Linked DNA regions of Sus scrofa: region 2 is linked to region 1. A link is a contact called in public promoter capture Hi-C data. All regions are on one chromosome and are shown on one strand. Each heading gives the region's core, a stretch centred on a gene start, on an enhancer-like site or on the middle of the called end of the contact. The rest is flanking DNA. Distances are from core to core; before and after follow the strand shown. Region 1 holds the start of GSTCD (glutathione S-transferase C-terminal domain-containing protein). Region 2 holds the start of PPA2 (inorganic pyrophosphatase 2, mitochondrial).

Region 1 (4,163 bases), core at 892-3,391:
AACATCAGCAAGCCCGAAATATAATTACTGAATCCCCACAGCAAACGATACTTATGCTTATTATGAACTAAATGGTTTAAATCCTTGTTTCCCATGTACCACTCATAACAAAATTAGTAGGCTACTTTAAAAAGCTGAACATAAAAACAACAAAACAACATATGCTAAGGAACTGTATATGCTACAGATGTTTTAATTGACTAGCCTCAGAATTTGTTGTTTCAAGGTCTGCTAAATTGTTGCTGTTAGAAAATCCAATTAGATACACAGTTATTCTTATTTCAAATGGCAGTGGATACAAAAGCTACAAAGTAAACACGGGTTAAAATAAAAGCAAAATCAAACCCCACAAAACACTTGATGAACCCACTACTATATAAAAAGTTTAAGTTCGAATTTTGTTTAAAGCAAACAGGTAAGAGAAGTGTAAAAAAAAAATTTCTTTTCAAATCTCACTGACTTTCTCGCAGATTTATTTTGGAAGTTAGGCCTCTTAAAACAATGCCTTCAAACAATTTCAAATAATGAGTATGCTTAAGGCAATCATCTCAGTAGAGTATATTCTCCACCAGGTAGTTAAAAAAAGTCCCAGAGCTTAATGTTGGATTTATTAAATACAACAGCAAATCAATCAATTGAATTTATAGCAAAGAATTTATTTTCATAATATTTAAATGGCCATGGTTAATGTTTATATTGTCACACCACTAGTCTTGCCAGCTTTTGCATTTTTCTCCTTTAAACACTGTTCCTAGATAAGCTTAGAAAAATGTAAACATACTCTACCTTTCTTAAATAATTTAGCACAAGATCTATTATTAAATGTTGGCAAGAACTTATGACAAGGAATGGGCTCCCGGCATTAAGAGATCATGACCTTAAGAGTATCGGCGGAGTTCCCATTGCCGCGCAGTGTAAATGAATCTGACTAGTATCCATAGGATATGGATTCAATCAGTGGGTCGCAGATCCCACCTTGCCCTGAGTGGTGGTGTAGGTCACAGACTTTGCTCGGATCCTGAGTTGTTGTGGATTAGGCTGGTGGCTATAGCTCAGATTCCACCCCTAGCCTAGGAACTTCCATATGCCTAGACTGTGGCCCTAAAAAGCAAAAAAAAAAAAAAAAAAAAAAAAAAAAGGGGGGGAATAAGGGGAAAAGGAGTTCCCGATGTGGCTCAGCAGTAACGAATCCGACTAGTGTGCATGAGGACACTAGTCTGATCCCTGGCCTCAGTGGGTTAAGGATCCCATTGCTAGGGCTGTGGTGTAGGTCGGCAGCTGTAGCTTCCATTGGACCCCTAGTCTGGGAATTACCATATGCCAAGGGTGTGTCCCTAAAAAGCCGAAACAAACAAACAGTCACCTAATCCCAAACCAAGTAGAATTGGTGTGGGAAGTACGTGTATTAGTAAACGTTTCTGAAGTAAAAGCAATTTTCATGCAAGTTAAACCCAAACTTTCTATAGGAGTTTAAACCAAAGTGAAACGCTACTTTGATGGTAGTGCAGAAACAAATCGCCCAAAATGTAGGGGGTTCTTTGGAGCAACTGTTAGGTAGTATTCACATACTACTGCTTTCTCCAATGAGGAAGGGCTGGAATAGAAAACTCAGTAGAAAAAAAGATAAAAGTTAAAAGAGTGACCCAAGAGGTCTTAACTACACTTAGCAGCAAATGGCGAACGACCGAACAGACTGCTGCAACTGGAAGCTGCTCCTTTCCCCTTCAGTAAATGAAGCCATGGGGACTGGCCCTGGAAAAATTGCGAAGGGGCCCGGACCCCTCCACTCTTCCCGCCCTTCTTCGCATCGTCAACCCTGCCGGTCCCTGGATGAAAGAGGAGTCTTTGCAGGGTCTTGAGGACTGAGGAGCCGGCGGCGCGAGCGCCCTCCTTACCTGGTCGCAGAGGCGCGGCCAGGCAGGGAGGGTGCGTGAACGTGTCAACACTGGCCGCCAGCGCATTCCCGCCCCGCCCGAGCCGGGTTTCCCGAGGTCGCTTTAGGAAGTCTTCGCCTGCAGACCGCTCGCAGCTCCACGCGGCAGGGAAAAAAACAACAGAAGCAGCGCCGGGGAAACAGCAGCACCTGCCGTCATTCATAATCCGGCGCACCGGAAGAAGGTGGTTACGTCACTTCCTCCCGTCGCACAGTGAAAACGTTCCCCAGTCGACCCTGCTGCGGGAACTTTTGTTTTTCCGCTCTCCCGGCGGGCTAGTGCTGGGACCTGTTCGTCAGGCCACCGGGAACGGACGGAGCAGCGGGGCGGAGCGGTGAGTTGCGACGAGCCCCTCGGTTCCCAGCCGCCTCTGGGAGGCTTGAGACCTCCGCGAGGGGTGAAGTGGGACGGTAGTACTGTGCGGTCTTAGTTTCCTCGCCTCTTGTGAGGAAACTCATAATTTGCAGGCGGTCGAATGCCCAGTCTGACCATTCTCCCCTTACAGTTGGGGTCGTGCTTCCCCCGAAGGTTTTGCAGGCTGGGGTCAGCGGACCGAGGTTACAGCCCCAGGGATTGGGACCTTGGAACCCTGTCTCGGACCTTCCTCGGAAGGTTTTGGCGACTTCTCTGTGCAGCTCCCTCTGCCTCCTCTCATCTTCATTGGGCTCACTTGTCAAGACCCTTCCCGATGTTAGGCCTTCGGTGGGTCTTGCCTTTGATCAGAAGATTGATATTCCTTTTCTGAGTGTCGTTTTTCAGATTTTCTGTCGGTTGGTTGGTTTGGAATTAGGTTCTTTCCGCCTGTTGTCGTTTCCGGATGTGTGCCTAAGGTCATCAGTGTAATCCAGGGCCAAGATCCAGGAGGAATAAAAAGGGCAGTATCTTTAAAAGGGTATTTATTAGGATGAGTTGCATGAGTTTGCAAAGGGCAAAGCTTTCTAGAGCCGTTATTGAGGTGGCAACCCCAATATTGCACTCTGCCTGAATAGGTTCAGCTTCCTTCATCTCGTGCACGTGAAACTCCAACTTTGGACTTCTTTTAATGTTAGCTTGTAAGATAGATAATGGGATCTAGAGGAAAGCATATATTTATATATGAATACCCAATTTAGGTTGGAGAAATCACAGAAGCCCTAGAAAGTGACATTTAAAAAAACCCTAGTGCATTCACTCAACAAATATTTTTGAGAATATGTTAAATTCCAAGCACTAGGTATGTAACAGTTCTGAATAAAAGAATTCCCTTCTTGCATGGAGTTTACAGTCTAGTGGGGTTAATGAATTTAAATCACATGGAGGATTGGGTAGAGAGTAATGCAGATAGGAACATTGTACAAATCCCATGTCATGAAAAAGGTGTTTTCTGCTTTGTATTGTTTTTGCTTTTTTGATATTTGAGGGCTTGAGGTGGGATTGGGGGTGGGAGGAGTCTGGAGGGTGGTAATAGCTTTGAGTTTCTTTTTTGTTGCTTATTGCAGAGGGACTTTGGAAATGATTAGAATTGTGTAGAAGGAAAAAAACTATTATCCTTTGATCTCTAATAATTCTTTGGCCATTATTTTTTGGTACTTTACAAAATACAAACGTGATGGTAAAAAGATAGCCTTTCCCCTTAAAGTAGTCAGAGATTTATAGAGAATATAACAAATGTGCAAAAAAAAGAAAACAGAAAAAAAAAGACTGTGGTTCAAGGTAGAAAGTTCCAGTACCTTGAGAATGCACTCCAAGATTTCCCAGGGGAGGGCAAGATTATTATTATTATTATTTATTTATTTATTTATTTATTTATTTTTGTCTTTTGTCCTTTTAGGTCCGCACCAGCAGCTTATGGAGGTTCCCAGACTAGGGGTCCAGTCGGAGCTGTAGCTGCAGGCCTCCACCACAGCCACAGCAACGCCAGATCCAAGCTGCGTCTGCGACCTATACCACAGCTCACAGCAACGCATGATCCTTAACCCACTGAGCGAGGTCAGGGATTGAACCCGCAACCTCATGGTTCCAGTTCAAATTCGTTTCCACTGCGCCACGACGGGAATTCAGCAAGATTATTAGTATTATTGGGTGAGTAGGGTCCTCATCAGTACCCTCATGGGTCTTGATAGGATATGGAAATATGAAAATGGGTAAAAAAGCTCTCCAGACAGAAAAAAAATTGAGAAGTAGCAAGTCCAGCTAATGATTCTGGTCTATGGGAGATCTGGAGATGAAGAATTAGTTTTTGTGCCAGTT
Region 2 (4,163 bases), core at 626-3,125, 220 kb after region 1:
CAGCCTACACCACAGCCACAGCAACATGGGATCCAAGCTGCATCTGCTACCTACATCATAGCTCAGGGCAATGTTGGATCCTTAACCCACTGAGCAAGGCCAGGGATGGACCTCACATCCTCATGGATACTAGTTGGGTCTTAACTTGCAGAGCCACAATGGGAACTCCCTGATAACCTTTCATTTATTAGCCAATTTTTATTACAGTAAATTAAGAGATTATTATTATTATTACTATTTTTTGTCTTTTCTTGAGCCGCTCCCGTGGCATATGGAGGTTCCCAGGCTTGGGGTCGAACCAGAGCTGTAGCCGCCGACCTACACCACAGCCACAGCAACACGGAATCCGAGCAGCGTCTGCGACCTACACCACAGCTCATGGCAACGCTGGATCCTTAACCCACTGAACAAGGCCAGGGATCGAACCCACAACCTCATGGTTCCTAGTCAGATTCATTAACCACTGCACCAGGAGGGGAACTCCCAAGATTATTATTTCTAAAATGACTTCTTTTAATTAAAACTATTTCACTTAGTTTTTGCAAAAATCATAAGTGCACTTTTTGCCTCCTTTTGTAAAATTACTATTTATTTTTAGTTCATCTTTAATTACAAATTTATTGAGGTATCATTGATGTACATTACATAAATTTCAGCTGTAGAACATAAAATTACTGCTCTTCCTGTTTTTGTTGTCATAGACTGAATAACCAAAATATTTAATTTTCTTTAAAAGTTTTAATTTCTACTTTTAAATATCTTATTTACTGCTGTCTTCTGGATTCTCCCACTCTGATTTATTACAAGAATTGACCTTAATGTTTGACCACAAAGTCACCCATAACCTTGACAAGGGGGAAGCCATTTGGACTGAGATGAGAAAAAAAAACAAAAACAAAAACTGAAAGAAGACTGAAGACATGAAGACTGTGCCTGTGGACAATGTTCCCATATTTTTTTCTGGAAAGCCAATAACCAGAAGTTCACATGAGAACGATTTGGTAGAAAAAGGGTTCCAGGAACAATTTGACTCAACAATAAAGGAGCCATTATCTAGGAAGGCATGATGGATGCTCCATCCTTCAAAAATACTTAATCTCAAATCTTTTAAAATTTTTCTTATTTTTTTTTTGGGGGGGGTTGGCCGTCCCCCGTGAGAAGCAGAAGTTTCCAGGCCAGAATGAAGCCGTACCACAGCAGTGACAATGGATCCTTAACCCACTAGGCCACCATGGGACTCCCTAAATCCCAAATCTCAAGTATTTGGTAATCTGTACAATCCAGGGAGCGGCAGGGTGAAGTAGGGAATGCGATTAAGTTCACAAAACACATAGGCACAGTACGAAGTGCCATTGTATAAATGAAAATGTAAGAAAAAGAAAATATAAATCACCTCTACTTGGGTTAAATGCAAAAGGGCTTCATGGAGGAGAAGGCATCTGAGGAAGTTACACGTTCCCCGCCCGCCCACTTAAATCAGTGTCAAGGTCAAGTCTTCGCAAGGAGGCCTTATCATTACGTCTCCTACAGATATTTTTGTGCGTGCACATGCTTGCGTCCTACATTGAAGAGGATCTAGAACAATGCTTAGGAGAGAGTAATCACTCAATATTATAATTATAATAAAAAATGATAGTAAATATCGACTGGATGAGAAAGGAGTGTAGGCATATATGCATTAAAGAACAGTAAGCTCCTCAGGGGTGGTGGACGTTTTCCTGTTCACTTCTGAACCCTGGCCTCGCTGCGGGTACAATGTGCATTATCGGCAATTTGCTCGGCGCTCTAATTTCGATAATCAGTCTCCAGGGCCCGGCCTGGCGGGGGCGGGGTTATAAACCCCCGGCCGGGAGTGGAGACTCCGGGCGGTAGGAGGCGCCGGCGCGCGGCCGGGCCAGTCCCCGGCACCACCCGCGCGAAGCTGGACCGCGGTCGACGCCATGCGTGCTCTGCTGCAGCTGCTGCGCACAAGTGGGATCCGGCGCGCCGGCGCCCCTGCTGTCGCAGCCGCGCGTCTGCCGCTGGGAGCTAGCGCAGGGCCCGGGCCGCGCCGCGCCATGGCTCTGTACCGCACGGAAGAGCGCGGCCAGCCCCATTCGCCCGATTACCGTCTCTTTTTCAGTAAGTAGTTCCCGGGAACCCCACCTCGCGGCGCGCCTGAGGCCCGCGATGGGACCTGTGCCCCGTACCCCCCGCGCGGTCCCCATCTCCTCCTTCTTTCGGGCCCGCTGCAGTGGCCGCGCGGTCCAAGCAACCTTCCCGCTTGGGGCGTGGGGGGGGGGGGCGGTGCGCCGAGCCTCCGGCGATTGGCCAGCGCTGAGCTGCCAACACTGGGGCGGCGGACTAAGTCCCCGAACGCGGAGCGCAGAGGCGCAGAGCGGGAGGCGGGGTCACGCCAGGTTGTCTTAGAAGCAGCCAGCCGCCCTCCGCATGCCGGGGGCGGAGCGCGTGGGAGCGCGCCGTCACCCTTCGGCCGCCGGTGACCGTTTGCCCAGCTCCCGCCGCCGTGCTGGTTTCGCGTAACCTCGTTGTGAACGCGGAGGGGCACAGTCCGCCCGCCAGCCCGCCCTCCTGGGGGGCGTGACAAAGCGTCTGCTGGGAAGGGCCGCCAACGATTGGAGAGGCTGGCGGAACTTCGGAGACGCCTGGTCCAGCGGCTGTGTTTCGGCACTGGGGGGCGGGGACTTGAGGAAGGATCTCCCAGCAAAGTGAATTGATATTCCAGGTTTGCACCTTGAATGTGGTCCACAGTCCGGAGGAACCTCTTTGGTTCTGCAGTAGCCCCTCCTTTTCCCCAAATTGAGCCAGCCCCAGAGGGCAAAGCGAATTGGGGCACTGACCTGGCTGACTTAAGATAGGAAATGACCGTGGTGTCCGTTATTCTCATTTCACTGTGAAGGTTAGCCATGATAACCCTGATATTTCACTGTGAAGGTTAGCCATGACGTGAAATAGGGGGGTTGGTTAATTGCCTTCATGCTCTTCTGATTTCAGAGCCCTGAAGGGAGTGGTACCTTTTTTCTGTGAAGTCGGCCTTGCCTTATCGCCCACTTTTTAGGGACACCAGCTGTGGAGATTTTCAGATCTCAGCTCCGAGTCCTGGAGTCTTAGCTCTGTGACCTTGGAGGAGCTTCCTTATCTTGCGAAACCTTAGTTTTTCCTCATCTGTAAAATAGTGCTGTGAGAACTACAAGACAGTATATACAAAGTGATTAGTCACAGGGCCTAGCATATAAATGACTATTATTAATAATACTTGTGGTCATTATTGATACCTATAATTTGTAAAATGTTTACGCATATGCTACTTGAGTGTTTTATAGGAGAGAAAACTGAATCTGGGGTAGTTTTGTGGTTATAATGCAGCTGATGGTAAAAATCCCAATTTTCTTTAAAATTGGCTGCATATATTCTTCGATCCTTATTAGGTCAAGACTGATCAGGTGGAGAAGAACCATTAACAAGAAGACCCAAATTTCTAAAAGGATTGTTCCAAAAGGACAATTTGAGGAATGGCTTTCCATAGAAAGTGTTTTAAAAATGACAGGTTTTTTAAGTAGATAAAAGCTGTCTAACTCATAAGACGGTGAAAGTATTCTATATTTGCGGCACATACAGTGATAAATGATAGACCAAAAAAAAAGAAATATTTATGAAGTGGGCTAGATGCTGTTAGATGTGGCACTGAGGAGATTTTAATTATGGGCCCTGAGCTCAAGAGATTCATAGTAGCAATATAATTAATTAAGGAAAATACAAAAGCACTGAAAAATACTTATTTGAATGTTGGCTGAGAAAAAAGCAGTCTAAAGGCTCCTGGAGCACTGGCTTTGGAATGGGGAGCCCTAGGCCTTAATTCTGGCTCTGCAGTAACTCTCACTGTGCGGTTGGGCAGGTGATTGCTTCAATTCTTACATGGCCAGTTCTTTTAACTGTAAAATAAAGCAGTTGACCTACCAGTGACCCTCAAGGTCCTTCTTAGTACCGAAATTCCTTAAAGGTATTAGATGAATAACAGATATGCCTAACATCTCTTGGCACAGGGCCTGTTAGGGCATTTCTGAAGCTGTATTGGGCTTTTGCTGTGGTTTCTTTAACTACAAGTGATTTCAGACTCATGATTTTTCTGTAGCTAGAATACAGTGAATAAAATTTTTTTTTCA

The links. Promoter capture Hi-C pulls out the DNA fragments that hold promoters and counts their contacts.
Region 2: a contact with region 1 is called in a promoter capture Hi-C map of liver, with 4 times the contacts expected there. The contact joins the promoter of PPA2 here to the promoter of GSTCD in region 1. A contact is called at or near these places in 2 of 5 promoter capture datasets (fetal liver and liver) and 2 of 2 datasets of contacts at active chromatin or transcription factors (alveolar macrophages and skeletal muscle).

The regions. Positions count from the first base shown.
Region 1 is chr8:116,029,735-116,033,897 of Sscrofa11.1, forward strand. It overlaps GSTCD (glutathione S-transferase C-terminal domain-containing protein), which reads right to left and starts at 2,142. Exons shown (of 12, transcript XM_021101711.1): 1 at 1,896-2,142. The coding sequence starts at 2,097. It overlaps INTS12 (integrator complex subunit 12), which reads left to right and starts at 2,130. Exons shown (of 7, transcript XM_021101712.1): 1 at 2,130-2,268.
Region 2 is chr8:116,247,656-116,251,818 of Sscrofa11.1, forward strand. It overlaps PPA2 (inorganic pyrophosphatase 2, mitochondrial), which reads left to right and starts at 1,876. Exons shown (of 12, transcript XM_021101713.1): 1 at 1,876-2,121. The coding sequence starts at 1,941.